Regions from separate parts of the Macaca mulatta genome. Here region 1 is linked to region 2. The links are chromatin contacts, called in public Hi-C maps. All regions are on one chromosome and are shown on one strand. Each heading gives the region's core, a stretch centred on a gene start, on an enhancer-like site or on the middle of the called end of the contact. The rest is flanking DNA. Distances are from core to core; before and after follow the strand shown.

What was found. A called contact is a pair of places that touch in the nucleus more often than the background predicts.
Region 1: a contact with region 2 is called in a Hi-C map of fetal cortex germinal zone, with 2.2 times the contacts expected there. The contact joins the enhancer-like site here to the promoter of FAM120A in region 2. A contact is called at or near these places in 6 of 14 Hi-C or Micro-C datasets (CD4 T cells, blood, cortical neurons and 3 more).

What each region holds. Positions count from the first base shown.
Region 1 is chr15:124,150,934-124,157,812 of T2T-MMU8v2.0, reverse strand. It overlaps FAM120A (family with sequence similarity 120 member A), which reads right to left. Exons shown (of 18, transcript XR_013404965.1): 18 at 4,855-6,741. Among named protein-coding and RNA genes, the nearest start is that of PHF2, 11 kb to the left of the region's middle. Within about 2 kb of position 4,297, at least 37 of the 40 cell types and tissues checked have an H3K27ac peak or open chromatin away from gene starts, as enhancers often do. A contact at or near this core is called in CD4 T cells, blood, cortical neurons and 1 more, where this site is marked.
Region 2 is chr15:124,032,697-124,039,676 of T2T-MMU8v2.0, reverse strand. It overlaps FAM120A (family with sequence similarity 120 member A), which reads right to left and starts at 2,589. Exons shown (of 18, transcript XR_013404965.1): 1 at 1,920-2,589. FAM120AOS (family with sequence similarity 120 member A opposite strand) reads left to right here and starts at 2,701. Exons shown (of 3, transcript XM_028835352.2): 1 at 2,701-3,234; 2 at 3,722-3,842; 3 at 6,296-6,980. The coding sequence starts at 3,218. The coding sequence ends at 6,382.

The sequences.
Region 1 (6,879 bases), core at 3,048-5,547, 120 kb before region 2:
GCTACTGAATTCAGTTTGCAAGTATTTTATTGAGGATTTTGGCATCAATATTCATAAGGAATATTGGTCTGTAGCGTTCTAGTATCTTTGTCTGGCTTTGGTATCATGGTAATCATGGTCTCATCGAAAGAGCTTGGAAGTATTCCCTCCTCTTCAGTTTTCTGTAAGAGTTTGAAAAGGACTGGTACTAGTTTTTCTTTAAATGTTTGGTACAATTCACCAGTGTAGCCATCTGTTCCTGGACTTTTCTTTGTTGTGAGGTTTTTGATTAGTGATCCAATCTCCTTACTAGTTGTAGGTCTGTTGAGATTTTTTGTTTCTTCATCATTCAGTCTTGGAAAGTTTTGTATGTCTAGAAATTTGTCCATTTAATCTAGGTTATTTTGTTGGCACACAACCAATGCAGGTTTCATACAGTGAACAAGGCAAAAACATTCCTACCTCCATAGATTCCATAGGCCAGAGCAAGAGACAGGTAACTAGTAATTGATAGGGGGTGGAAGATGTTAGAAAGGAAATACTAGCTCGAGGCTGGGTGTGTATTTGTGTATTTGTGAAAGATGAGTCGATTTGGTCACTGCATAGAAACTTCAAAGACTGGGCCCCTTCTTGGAGTACCTGGGGAAATTTTTTAAGCCATCTGGGCTTTTCTGACAGATATGAAAGTGACCCTCCTTGTTGACCATCTCTAGGATGGTCCTGTGATGTTTGGATGCAGTGAGCCTGTGGACAAGTCTCTGAGCCAGGTGACCACATTATTTACTACTATCCAAAAGGGTGCTGTTAATAAAGCACCAGAACAGGGGCAAACTGAGGCTATCCTGGGCAAACTGGCTGAGGATATCCTGGGCAAACTGGCTGAGGCTATCCTGGGCAAACTGGCTGAGGCTATCGTGGGCAAACTGGGACTGATGTGACCCTCCCTATAGCCCATACTGGCATCAGTTGAGTTTGTGGGGATGGACATGCACAAATGCTAGGAGCAGGCATGGTTTCATGAGGTCAGGATGGGTCTACACAGGTGCCTCCAGCTGTTTGCTTCCTGAACTGATGGAACTTGCTGGGCACAGCATGGGAAAAGGATATCCTGGTCCACCCAAGGTGCCCATAATCTGCTTGGGTAGCTCCCACCTGCCCTCTAGGTCATTTTTCAGAGAGGTTTCCCTGACACCTTCCTCCTACCCCCACCCATGTAAATTCCTCATTTCCTCTGCATTTGTCCTTCATAGAACTTACTACCACTGCTGTTGCATTTTTATTTTTTCTTGAGTGCACTTTCACATGACTGTCCTTTACAAACTCTGGTGAAGTCCCACAGCCAGTTCAGCACAGGGCAAAGCACATTAATGAAAAGCCTATTTTGCCCCATCTGCAGGTCTTTGGTCAACTTAGCCTGAGCTGTGTTAGGGCCAAGACTGGAGGCTTCCCTGGGGTACAGGGAGGAGTAACCAGGCAGCTTGGGGACCAAGGTGGGGAGGATGAGGGCAGAGCTGACAGGCTGGCCAGCGCAGGCTCCTGGCAAAAAGGCCTCTGCACCGTCTACTCCACAACATGAGGAGCTAAGTAGCAAAGGACTTTTGTCCAAGATATAGTGAGTAGGGGTAGGGAGTTGGGGCTAACAAGAAATCAGTGTATTCTCAGAAGAACTGAAAGTAGAATAAAAGGGAGGGAGGGATGAGAGTCAGCCCCAAGGTTAGCGTCCGTCATAAAACACATGTATTCTGCTGTCTGCCCCGCGCAGTGCAGGGGTGGGTTCCCTCTGAGCAGGGAGAAGGAATGCAGGGCAAGGAGGGGTGTCCTGGAAGGCAGAGCAGCCTAGCACTACCTTGGTCCTTGTTGGTGATGATACAGAGGAAGGTACAGACAGTGAATTATTTCTTAAAATTCTTACCTTTGGCCTGATTGTTTGGGAGATCATGAAACAGCCAGGAGAGACATTAGAAGTTCCCTGTCAATTGAAAAATGAAGAAATTATGGGCAAATTAAATGTAAGAGGCGAAATGTTCACCCTCACTAGAAATCAAAGTCATGCAAATAAAAACCCATTTTTTAACCTGTCAAATTGGCAAACACCAGTGCCTTGACTGTGCCCAGCAGCCAGGCTAGTACAGACAAACGGCTTCTGGACCCTGGATACCAAGCAGCATTCCAGGGCTAAATCAGCAGGAGCACCAAAAGACTCCCTTCCTTCACCCTTCCCCACTGGTGAAATGCTAACCAGGAATAATGACACTGGTCCTCGCAAGACCCACCTACAGGGTAGCGTGGATACCTGGAGCCCACTGGGCATCCAAGCACAACCCGTCCTGCCCCAAAGCCTTCAACAGACCACAGCACTGGAGGACACAGCAAGCCCTGTCCTCAGGGTGGCCATGGGGCTCTCCGCTCTCCACGGATTCTCCTCAGCTGGGTGCTCCATCTGCTGCTCCTGGCCCAGACCTGTGTTCCCAGATAGCCTCCACTCATGGCTGCATCATTTGCCCATGCCACCCATCTCCCCATCTTCTTTTTCTCATTTTCTTGCTTGAAATATTCTTATTTGTACACATGTATGTTGTCCCCCTACTCAAATGTAAATGCCAGAAAGGCAGGGGCCTTGACATCTATCCCATGGGGCCTAGGGCTGGACCTGACATGGACTCTCCCCAAGTGCTTGCAGAACAAGGAAATGTCCAACCATGCTGGTGGGGAAAGACTGAATATGTTACGGTGCAGCCCCACCGTGGAGTCTGTGGGACTGTGACAGGATATGGTATGGTAGGGAAAGGCAATCATCAAATGATGCTAAGTGGGGAAAATGTTACAAAATATTAACATGATTATTTTTTGTATAAGAAAAGAATCTATATATTGCATAGGAGAGAGACTAAATGTTAAAAACAGGTGTCTCAGGATGGAGGAGTCACTGGGGACTTCTTTTCCTTTTTGTGTATCTAGCCAGTATTTTTTAAACTTACCACAATAAACACATACTGCTTTTGAAAGAAGAAAAAAAAAAGTAAAACCTATTTTTGAAAAGGAAAAGAATAAATGGCCAGGCGGGAGGGCATACGACTTGCCCCAGGATATCATGCTGCCAGGAAGGTGAAACATCAGCATCACCGTTCAGTCCAGCCCGCACCAGCGCCACCCAGAGTCACTGGCCCTTAGGCCTTCCTCTGCAATTCTGGTGGTGTGGGAGGAGTGGCCAGGATGGCTCCAGCAAGGAGGGGTGTCCTTGGCCTCCTTGTTCCAGCCACAGGATCGCTGGAGCCCCAGCACCCTCTCCCTTCCTCTTTCCTTAATGCCCAAGCCTGCACCTACTGGGGCTTTAGGAGCGGGTGGACAGACCCAACCTGGAGCTAAGGGTTGGATTGCAGCCGAGTCCCTGCTGAGAGTGACCTGGAGCAAGCTGTGCTGCTCTCTCACCTACAGCAATTGCAGCTAAGAGACCAGAGCCACCGGAAGGAAGGAGCACCTGCTTGTCAGGGAGCTGAGCGGGACCCTTGACATGCGCGCGCTCCTGCTGCTGAGACTCTGCTGTTCAGAAGCCTGTCCCTCTCCCCTCTTAAAGCCAGAGGGCTGTCCCCGTCAGTTTGCTATTCTCAAGTGGGGTGGACCTGCCCCTTGGGAGAGGGAAGAAAAGTGCATGGTTGTCACGGTGGGAGAGGCACTGCCTAGCAATGGGTGGTGGAAGCTGGTGGGCCTGGAAGGTGTTCCTCCACAACGCTGTCCCTCTGCCAGGCATGTGCGATCCAGAGTGGGTGAGACTTGTTCCCGTCACAGGCAGGGTCCTCAGTGGAATCGTGTTTTTGAAAGACCGAGACGTCCGGGCGCCCCCATCTTCCCACAGCACAGAGACGGGCTGGGGGGCCCGCCACCGGAAGGCTGGCGCAGAGGGACTCAGCCGCAGGCCCGAAACAGCGGGCCACCGTCAGGGACGGGCGAGTGGGGGTAGGAAGAGGCCCTGGAGTGAGTGATACTGGCTTCACTTCCTTCAAACTCTGAAAGCCCGCCCCATAAAAAGGGGTGAATTCGTCTGAGGTCTGAACAGCCAGGACCAGGAGAGCTCTCAGGGTGTTAGTTGGAGAAACTGGCTCGGCTCGGGCTTTGCTGGCACTCGAGCTCCCGGGGTCTGCTCGGTCCCTCTCGGGACACACGGGTCTCTGCTGGGCCCGGCGCCGGCCTCGCACACAGAACGGGCTTCACGGCGCAGGCTCGGCCGCCGGGAGGAAAAAGCAGGGAGTAGGCCTCACCCACACGGACACGCCCCGCGGGCTGCGCGCGCACCTGGGCCTGCGCGGTGGCGGACCAGGAAGCGCCACGCAAGGCCCCGCCCCGCCCTTCCACAGGAAGGAAACGCGCCCCCGGGCGAGCGCCAGCCCCTCCCTTGAGCGGGATCGCCGCGGCTCTCCTGGCTGCCTCCGGCGCCGTTAGCCCACCATCCGCCGCTAGGGGGCAGCACGGGACGCTTTCCCCAGGCGTTCGGCGGACCTGGGTATGGGGACCTCATATCAGGCTGCAGAGAAGAGCCGTCAATCAAAAGGATAGCATGAAAAACGGACTATATTTCTAACATCCAGCTTTTAAAACGTGGTGGAGTCAAATTTATTGCTTCCTTGGGGCTTAAAAAAACCTTTTCTGTAAGTCTGCTTCATCAGAATTTTTTTTTTAATCCCCTTGGTTGCTTGAAATTTAGCTATCAAACAAATTAATCATATATTAATGTTCCTCTAAGCCGGAAACCTGGAATTACTTTGAAAAGGTAAAATATTTTTAAACTTTGGTTTTCTGATCTTTTCAGTAGTTGTTTCGATTTGAATTAAACCTCGGTAAAATTAGCTTTTACAAGTGAATTTAAAAGCCACGCCATACTTTATACTAAAAGAATAAAGATTTTTATTAAGCATTGTAAGTTGCATTCAATAGCCTTCAGATACACCACACCACAATCCATCGACAGTCAGTCAAACCCAACAGCAGTTCATTCTTGCACAATCCATGAGTTAGGGCAAAACTCCCTTCAACTTACAGTAAGATCCTACTTAGCTCTTGCGGGCAGGGGTTGGGGAATTACACCTCATTTCTGATCACTAATGTGATGAAGAGCATCAGAAGTATATGAAAACGATAAGAAGTGATTCTGATTTCAAAGTACATTGTTTGGAAACATTAACAAAAACATCAAAATGATAGAAGTATACCTGCTTCTACTAAATTCTTGATGGGAAAGTTCTCAAGAACAAGCAATTTGTTTCCTGCTACAGAAGGGGGGGGTGGTTTTTTTTTGTTTTTTAAGATCAAAGGGTTTTTTTTCACAGAATTTCATATTTGCTAATATGAAGGCATAAAACAGCAACAAAGAACAATAATGCATACAGCAGTGAATACACCAGGGTAATGTTGATATTCGAAACGGCTAGATAATTTTTGGGGGGCTTTAGAATAAATGCAACAGAGGTCAATAATCACAAAATTTTAAGGTTAGAGCAAGATCAGTCAATGACTAAACAGAGTTAACATCTTTTATAGGACTATTACTGATTATTAGCATTTTTGTTTTGCAAATGGGCACATACTGGTAAGAATGGAAGAAAGGACAATAACATGCATATTAACTACACACTTTAAAAATTATGAACCATGCAGAAGTTTAGCTCAAGTAGTAGTACTAATGGTCTACATCCGATTCAAAACCACATAGTTCATTGATCACAGATGCATGGTATTAGTCACGAAAGTTTCAGAACACATTGTGTTGATTTTGAAAGGTCATTTGCATCTTCTAAGATTTCAACTTTATCTCCATTTAACTTGCTTGTAAAGTATGTATGATGTATTGTATATTTAAAATCAGCAGAACGGCAATATTACTCTATAATTTTTTAGTTCTGATAGTTGCACTTTTTTTTTTTAACACAAAAGAACCACATCAACAGTGATGAAATTTAAGAAAGAAAAACTGTGGTTGTGCCTTATTTCTTTCATAATCATAAAAATCAAAGCCTTAAAGAAAGCTTCATTGTGAAACAGTAATGCAAAATCAAATATAATGGCATACATATGGTGCCAAATGCTAAAAATTATATTTTAAGCTATATATACTTAAAGACTGCCAAAATTTGTTTTCTTTATAGTTCAAGAAACACAACTATAGGCTTTTGTCATAACCAGTTTAAACTTTATGTGTACTTCATTTTAAGTGCGGGAGTCAAATGCTCTTCATTTTCTTTCTCTTTTTTGTTTTATTGTAGCATTTTGACTACAACTGGTTAAAACTAAAAATGTGTTGTTTAAATCTCTGATATCAAAGAGGGATCTGAATTTCCAAAGTCCTCATTTTTCTCTTACGGAAAGGACAAAATGTACATAACTGCAGGCTCTCTTTCTCTCCAGATATTCCTAAATCCTTACCCTTCCAGCATCCTTCACCCTCTATAAAAAATAAGTTTACTCTTCTTTATTTAAGACAGCTGCCTCCAGAGCAGCTTCTCTGCGGCAAGCGCTGTCTGTACTTAGTGCATTTAAATGAGGATTTGTATTGCACGTTTTAGAGTCATTATTCAAGGCACTTTCAGAGTGGCTGGGGGCCCTGGCGTCACCCGTGCTCCCGTTCATCTGGGGAGCCGGCTTCTCCTCGGCCATCACTCCGTTTTCAGCCAGGGACCCGTCTGAAGACATAGCAGAGGACTTCGATTCCCCAGATTTTGACTTAAGTTCTTTGGCCACTTCTTCTGCTGAAGCAGCGTAAGGAGGTCTGCCCTGTTTAAAATGAAGGACAACAAATGAGAAGGTGGTTTCTGATAAACAGTAGAGAGAGGATGCAAATGTTGGCCTAATGACACTCTGAAGATTCAACAGCAGACACTGCCCAGCTGGGTCCCTCTCACCCTGTCTTTG
Region 2 (6,980 bases), core at 1,340-3,839:
GGTTGCCAGCTAAGAGACCACCAAGTAATCGAGTCATTACAATATTCATTTTGTGCAATTTACACTATAATATGATCCTAGCTCAATAATTAAAAGCTTAGCAAAAGCAAAATATAGACAAAATTATCCCGTGTCCAGAAACCTAAGTGAAAAAGACGATCTGAAATGGAGCTTAAATCTAGTTTCCAAACACTTACACATTGGTCTGAATTCTGAGCACCTACTAGGTGTGCGAGGCATTCAAAGGGGTGCAAAGATAAAGAAACTGTAGAATTAAAAAGAACTCAACAGTTCTTTAAAGATACAGTGACCATATGCATACACACTGATTCTAATCCTAAGTAATATTCAGTGTTCCCTTGAAACTCGCCTGACTAGTTAAGTAGATAGCTGTGCGGTTACCAAAGGCAAGTGCAGCCCATCCTGTCTTTTAAGTAGTCTTTTCCATCTCTGAACAAGACCAAACTTTGAACACTTTTACGCTCTATTAGGAAGATGGATCGCTTCAGACAAATGGCAGCACCTTACTTCCCTGAGCGCCCCAGGCTCCGATTCAGAAATTACTAGGCAGGCACTTCCTCTCACCCGAACTTCCCTGAGGAATGGCAGCTGTGTGTCTGCCAGGCGCAGGGGCCAATCGGGACTCTGCCGGCCGCCTCCACCCACGACTTAAACACCATCTCACCAATTGCAACCGGATCGTGGGTGGGACTTCCGCTATCATTTTAGGCTTAACTACCACCATCTCCTCGCGGGCACCGGGGGCAACCGCGAAGACAGAATTTCACAAACTTTCAGCTCCAGCAGTTTCAAGGAAATGTCAAAGAATGACAAGATGGAAGGCAGAGTGGCGAGAGCTAAGACACCAAAAAGGCCCCCAAAATTTGTTTTCAAGAAAACCAATGAAAAAAGCAAGCAATCAGAACGTGAAGTCCAGGATCATGTCTGTGCTTATCTCCACAGTCACTGCTGGGTCCTGAAGTTCTCCTCTGGCCCAGTGCCAGCTGCGGAACCCTCTGCCAAAGGGCCAGAGGAGGCCGGTGATGTAGAGCTCTGATTACCCACCCGTCAGGGCGCCGCTGAAGGTCACTGAATACTTACTGTGCACCCGAAAAATAAATCCTGCGAGTTCACGCCCCGTGTAGCTCGCCCCCTGACTTTGAAGGACTCCTTTCGCGTGGGATCTACAAAACCGAACTGCCTTAAAGACCTCTTTCACACCGACGTGAAGTCACAGAACTGACAAATCCCATCCTGTCAAAGTGCACGGTTCTTTGAAATCTAACACAAAAAGTCATAGAAAGATTCTCTAAACACCCTGTACTAAGAGGAACACGGACAGGGCACTGCGTTCTGAAGTAGAGGCCAGGGCACTGGCCCTTAGACACGTCTCGCTGTCACCGGGCTAACAGCATTGGCAAGGGCGGCGGCGGCAGCAGTGATATCTGCAGCCCCCGAGGGCCCTGGCGAAACCCCCTCTATTACTCTGTATCCTGCTTGCTTCCGAGATGAACCTGTTGCTGGGAAAGAACAGGCTAAATTAGAAAAGGGAGTCATATTTTGTCAAAGTTGAAGGTGAGTGATAGCCTGCCCGCCCCCACAGGACGGGAAAAACTAAGGATATTCGGGATGATGACACTGCCGCCTCCGAATTCTGGTCCGGTGCTCTCTCCCAGCCCTCAGGTGTCCCCACGCGGCCGTGGACCCCGAACAGGGACAGCTGGAGGCGGGCTTGGGCAGCGCGCGGCCTGCACCCGCGGCCATCCATCTTGCGGCCCGGCCCGGCTATCCCGAGCCAGGGCAGGGGGAGCTCGCTGCCCCCAGCGCCGCCACGGCCGGGCGACATTCTGTGCCCTGGGAAGGGGCATAGGGGTGCGGCGCGGCCCCGGTCCCCGGCCCGCCCGGATCCCCGGCCTCACCTTGACGTGGAAGCGGATGAGCGCCAGGCGGATGCAGTGGGCCATGCAGACGGGCGGCAGGAACCAGACCTTGGGCGGCGGGGTGCCCTTGTTCTGGACATGGCTGACGATCTGCTGTGCCGTCTGGCGCTCGTTGCCCTGCCGCTTGACCCACTCGTGCAGCCGGGCCTTCTCGAGCGCGCCGTTGAAGAAGACGAAGAGCTCGATGTTGCCGCCGAAGCAGGCCTTGGCCAGCGCCGCCAGGTAGCCAAGCATGTGGTTCCACTGGCCGCCGCTGACCCAGTCGGTGTAGAAGCCACCGTAGAGGCGGTGCAGGCAGTTGTCGGCGTCCACCAGCAGGCGCAGCGGGGTCTGCGGGGGCCGCTGCCGCCCGCCGCCCACCAGGCTGCCCCGGGCCAGCTTCTGCAGCTCCACCGGCACCACGGCGCTCGGGCAGTGCTTCTCGATGTAGTCCTGGAAGCCCTGCACGCCCATGGCGGCGGCGGGGGCGCGGGCGCGGGTGCGGGCGGGGGGCGGCGGGGCCGGGGGCGGTGGGGCCGTGGCGCGCGGGCGGGCGGGCGGGCGGGGGCGGCGGCCTCTAGGGGGGACTGGGGCGGGTCGGGGGCGCGCTCATGGCCGCCGCGGCCGCCATGTGCTGCCGCCTCCCAGGGCCATGTCTGGGGAGGGACCTGCCGCCGCCGCCGCTGCCGCCGCTGCGAGGCCGAGGCCGAGGCCGAGGCTGAGGGCCGGGGCGGGGCGGGCGGGCGGCGCTGACGTAGCGGACCCGCCCGGCGCGGACGCCGCCCAGGCCCGCGCAGGCCCGCCGGCGAGCAGGCGGAAGAGGCGGCGCCGGCGGGACGCGGTTCGGGGCTCCCGGAGGCGGCTGCGGCGGAGGCGGAGGCCGGGAGTCGGGCCGGGGCGGGATCCAGGGGGCGCCTGAGCCGGAGCAGGCCGCGCCTGGAGGCCACAGGCCGCTCGCCCGCCTCAGGCCCGTCGGCCGCCGCTCCCCTCCTGGCGGCCTGTTCCCCGCAGGACCAGAGAGGCCGCCGCCGCCGCCCGGCGGTACTCCGGCGAGGGAAAGCCGCGAAGCAGGTCCTGGGGAAGAGCTCGCCTGCTCCTGAGGGAAGCGGCGATAAGATGGAGCTTTGAGGGTGAGCCGGAGGCCGAATTACTCTGCTCGTCGGGACGCAGCCTTTCTAACGCCACGGTGGGCTCGCACCGCTCTGGGCCTGCTGCCCACACTGACTGCGGGGTCCGGGGGAGCGGGATGCTGGCCGGCCGCGCCGGGCTTCTTGGAAAGAGCAGGAAGGAGCGCGAGAATGCAGTTCCGCGGCAGGTGCTCATCCCAGCAGCTTCGGGCTCTCGGTTGTAGTGGTTTTTACACCTATGACAAATGACATGGCCAAACGCACCATAATGTCTGAAGGTACAGGTAGTCCTAAGCGCCTGCTCGTCACGGAAGAGACTGTCTTGAGAGCACAGGTCTGTTGCAGCGTGGAAAGCCTGCGTTCCCACTGCGGAATGGCCAGGCTGAAACGTGCGCCTTTGCAGTGGGTCGCCCTGCCCTTCTTAGGGAGAGGGATTTAAATCTTGTTGGTTTAGTAGCATCTTCTGGAAGGAGGTCGTTTACGTAAATTCTGTTCCTAAGCGCTGTCGTAATTGCTTCTAAAATGAGGTTGATACTGTATGTATATTAGGCTTGCATAAAACATTTTCAAAAAGAGATTAATGCCTTTCAGAATATAAATTTAGAAACCCAGCACAAAAGTTTTAAAGTGCCGCTTTTACTTACTTTCACCTCTCCATCTGTTCTTTTTCTGGAGAAACCTCTGTAGAGGAGCAGGATGCAACCGACAGGCTGTGGCCGGACAGCCCCTTCCCAGCACATGGAGCCTGCACGCGCACGATTTGGTCAAAGAAGCCCCCATACTCCCGGTGAAAAAGGCAAGTTTGATTTTTCTGCTTTCTTTTCTGATAGCCACGTCAGATACAAGCCAGTATCATATATACATAAATTAAATGCTGTTGGTATTTTAAGAAGTTACATTTAAAAACAGACTGACAAGTTATGCCACTCACTTATGCATCAAATTAGTCACAAAGCCAGGATGACATGTTATCTAGAAATAACACAGGCCAGGTGCGGTGGCTCACGCCTGTAATCCCAGCACTTTGGGAGGCCGAGGCGGGTGGATCATTTGAGGTCAGTAGTTCGAGACCAGCCTGGTCAACATGGTGAAACCCCGTCTCTAGTAAAAATGCAAAAATTAGCCGGGCCTGGTGGTGTGCGTCTGTAATCCCAGCTACTCGGGAGACTGAGGCAAGAGAATTGCTTGAACCCGAGAGGCAGAGGTTGCAGTCAGCACAGATGGTGCCACTGCACTCTCTAGCCTGGGCATCAGAGCTAGATTCCATCTCAAAAATAAATAAATAAAAGAAATAATACAGTTAGCCATTAAATAATAAGGTAAAATCCAGAAATATCCAAATTTCCTTCTATAACCCAAGGCAGGTTCACAAGGTGAGGAGTAGTAGTTTTTAATCACTTGTATTTTCATTCATAGCATTGCATTCCATGTATTTACCTTTTCTTTAAATACTCTTGCTTTTAATTTTTAAAAATGCATTAGTACGGCCGGGCGTGGTAGCTCACGCCTGTAATCCCAGCACCATTGGGAGGCCGAGGCGGGCATATCACAAGGTCAAGAGATCGAGACCATCCTAGCCAACATGGTGAAACCCCACCTCTACTAAAAACACAAAAATCAGCTGAGCGTGGTGGCGCACACCTGTAGTCCCAGCTACTCGGGAGGCTGAGGCAGGAGAATCGCTTGAACCCGGGAGACGGAGGTTGTAGTGATCATGCCACTGCACTCCAGCCTGGCAACAGAGCGAGAGTCCATCTCAAAAAAAAAAAAAAAAAAAAATGCTAGTGCCAGTATCTGAAATTCTGGAAATAAATTTATTTTCACCTTATTACATTGTAGAGTTCTAAGGTTCTGGAGTCAGACCCCCAGCATCTGTCTTTTGATAAGTCTGTGCCGTTGCAAAAATATTTACCCTGTTTGAACCTTGAATTTTATCATCTGTAAAATCAACATATTAATAGTACTTAACCTCCCAGGTTGTTTTAAGGATTAAATCAGATAATCTGTGTGCCTACCACACAACAAATGCTCAATAAATGTTGACTTTTGTAGTTATTTCCAGAAACTGTATTTGTCTAGACTTATACTCGAGAACATAGACCAGTTATTGTACTTTTGGAAAGTTTAAAATTCATTATTGTATCATAACACATAAAACTCAATTCTTAGTTGCCCTATTTAGCTGTGTGTTCTTTTTTTTAAAAAAAAAAAAACACTTTTTTTGTTGAGTAACTATTGATGGCAGGCAAAATATTTAGCTGACAAACGCTTATATACTCTGCATTCTCAGCTCAAATTCGGGGGTTGTTTGAAGTTAAATTGCTTAAATGTTGAGGTAAAAATAAACATCTATGTTTAAAATTTAATCAAAAGTTATGTCTTCTTGGGGGTCACAATATGACAACTAATAATTGGGGACTTTTTCTTTATTTTATATTTATTTTATTTATTTTTTGCCCCCCAAAATGGAGTCTTGCTCTGTTGCCCAGGCTGGAGTACAGTGGTGTGATCTCAGCTCACTGCAACCTCCCTCTCCCAGGTTCAAGTGATCTCCTGCCTCAGCCTGTAGAGTAGCTGGGATTACAGGTGCACACCATCACACCTGGCTAAGTTTTGTATTTTTAGTAGAGAGGGGGTTTCACTATGTGGGCCAGGCCAGTCTTGAGCTCCTGACCTCAAGTGATCCACTTGCCGCTGCCTCCCAAAGTGCTGGGATTACAGGCATGAGCTACCGCGCCCAGCCTAATATCTTTAATTAATATTTTACTTAGGGGAGGTGTCTAACCACCAGCAATAACAGATGAGTTTCCAGTTTTTCAAACAAGGTAATAAGAGACCTTGATCCTGCCCATGTAATCGTTAGCATATGTTGGGAGACCAGCAGGCTGGAGCTAAGCAGGGAGTCTGTGAAGAGAGCAAATTAATCCACACTTGGGATTCTAACCTATAACGTTTACCTAGCACCAGCCCTGTTAATTAATTATCAATTTTAATTACCCAGAAGAACACACACATCTGTAGGCCTGCTTCATAAATGGTAGATCAGTAACTGACCACACTGCAGCAGTGTGTCAGCAGTTGAGAAGTGTTTTGATCTTCAGGCTCTGCTCTCTCTCTAGTAGTATGAGTTAGCAGTAGCAGAGTATAGGAGAGCTCCATGGAGATCCATATTCAGACTCTGGAGACCATGACAAAATACATTTCATATTCCAAACTAATACGTAAACTGCCTGTTTTTTTTCTTTTCAGATTTCCAGAAGCTGTTCTGTCAATAACAAAGTCTCGAGGAAAACCACAAAACCACCAACACTAAGATCATTCTTGAGTCCAGTTTGAAAAACTAGGGTCAAATTCTGCAGAGGCATTCAAGGGACAGGATACCACCCTAATGCCCACTGTGTGAAGGAAAATGCTCTATTCACCATTCCTCAGCTTCTGCTTCTGGTTTCAGAGTTCTCTCTATATTGGAGGGTGTTTTAAAGCTAGAGTGATCTTTATCCACTTCTATTAACACATCTGAATGTGAAGGTCAAGAGGAGAAAGTGACATGTCCTAAGTCAGAGTAGAGTGAACAAGAAAATAAGACAAACAGCGACTGAGTCCCTGGTGTATACTGGGCATTGGCAAGTTACTGGGGATATGGAGATGAAGAAAATGTAATCCCTTCTTCAAGGAGCCCAATCTACCAAGGTAGACAGACATATAGACAAATAGATTATATACTTGCATAGAAAAAAGAAAGAGGAGAAGGAGATCAGTGTGATCTGTGTAACTAAGTACCCTGTACAACCCTCTTGGCCACAGATCATATTGCCCTTTATAGCGGGGATGGTAATCCCATCTCCAAATTCCACATGTACTTTGCAGGCAGACCACACCCATGTGTGGGTCCTGACTCTACCATTTATAAACAGCATCACTTTCAGCAATTCTC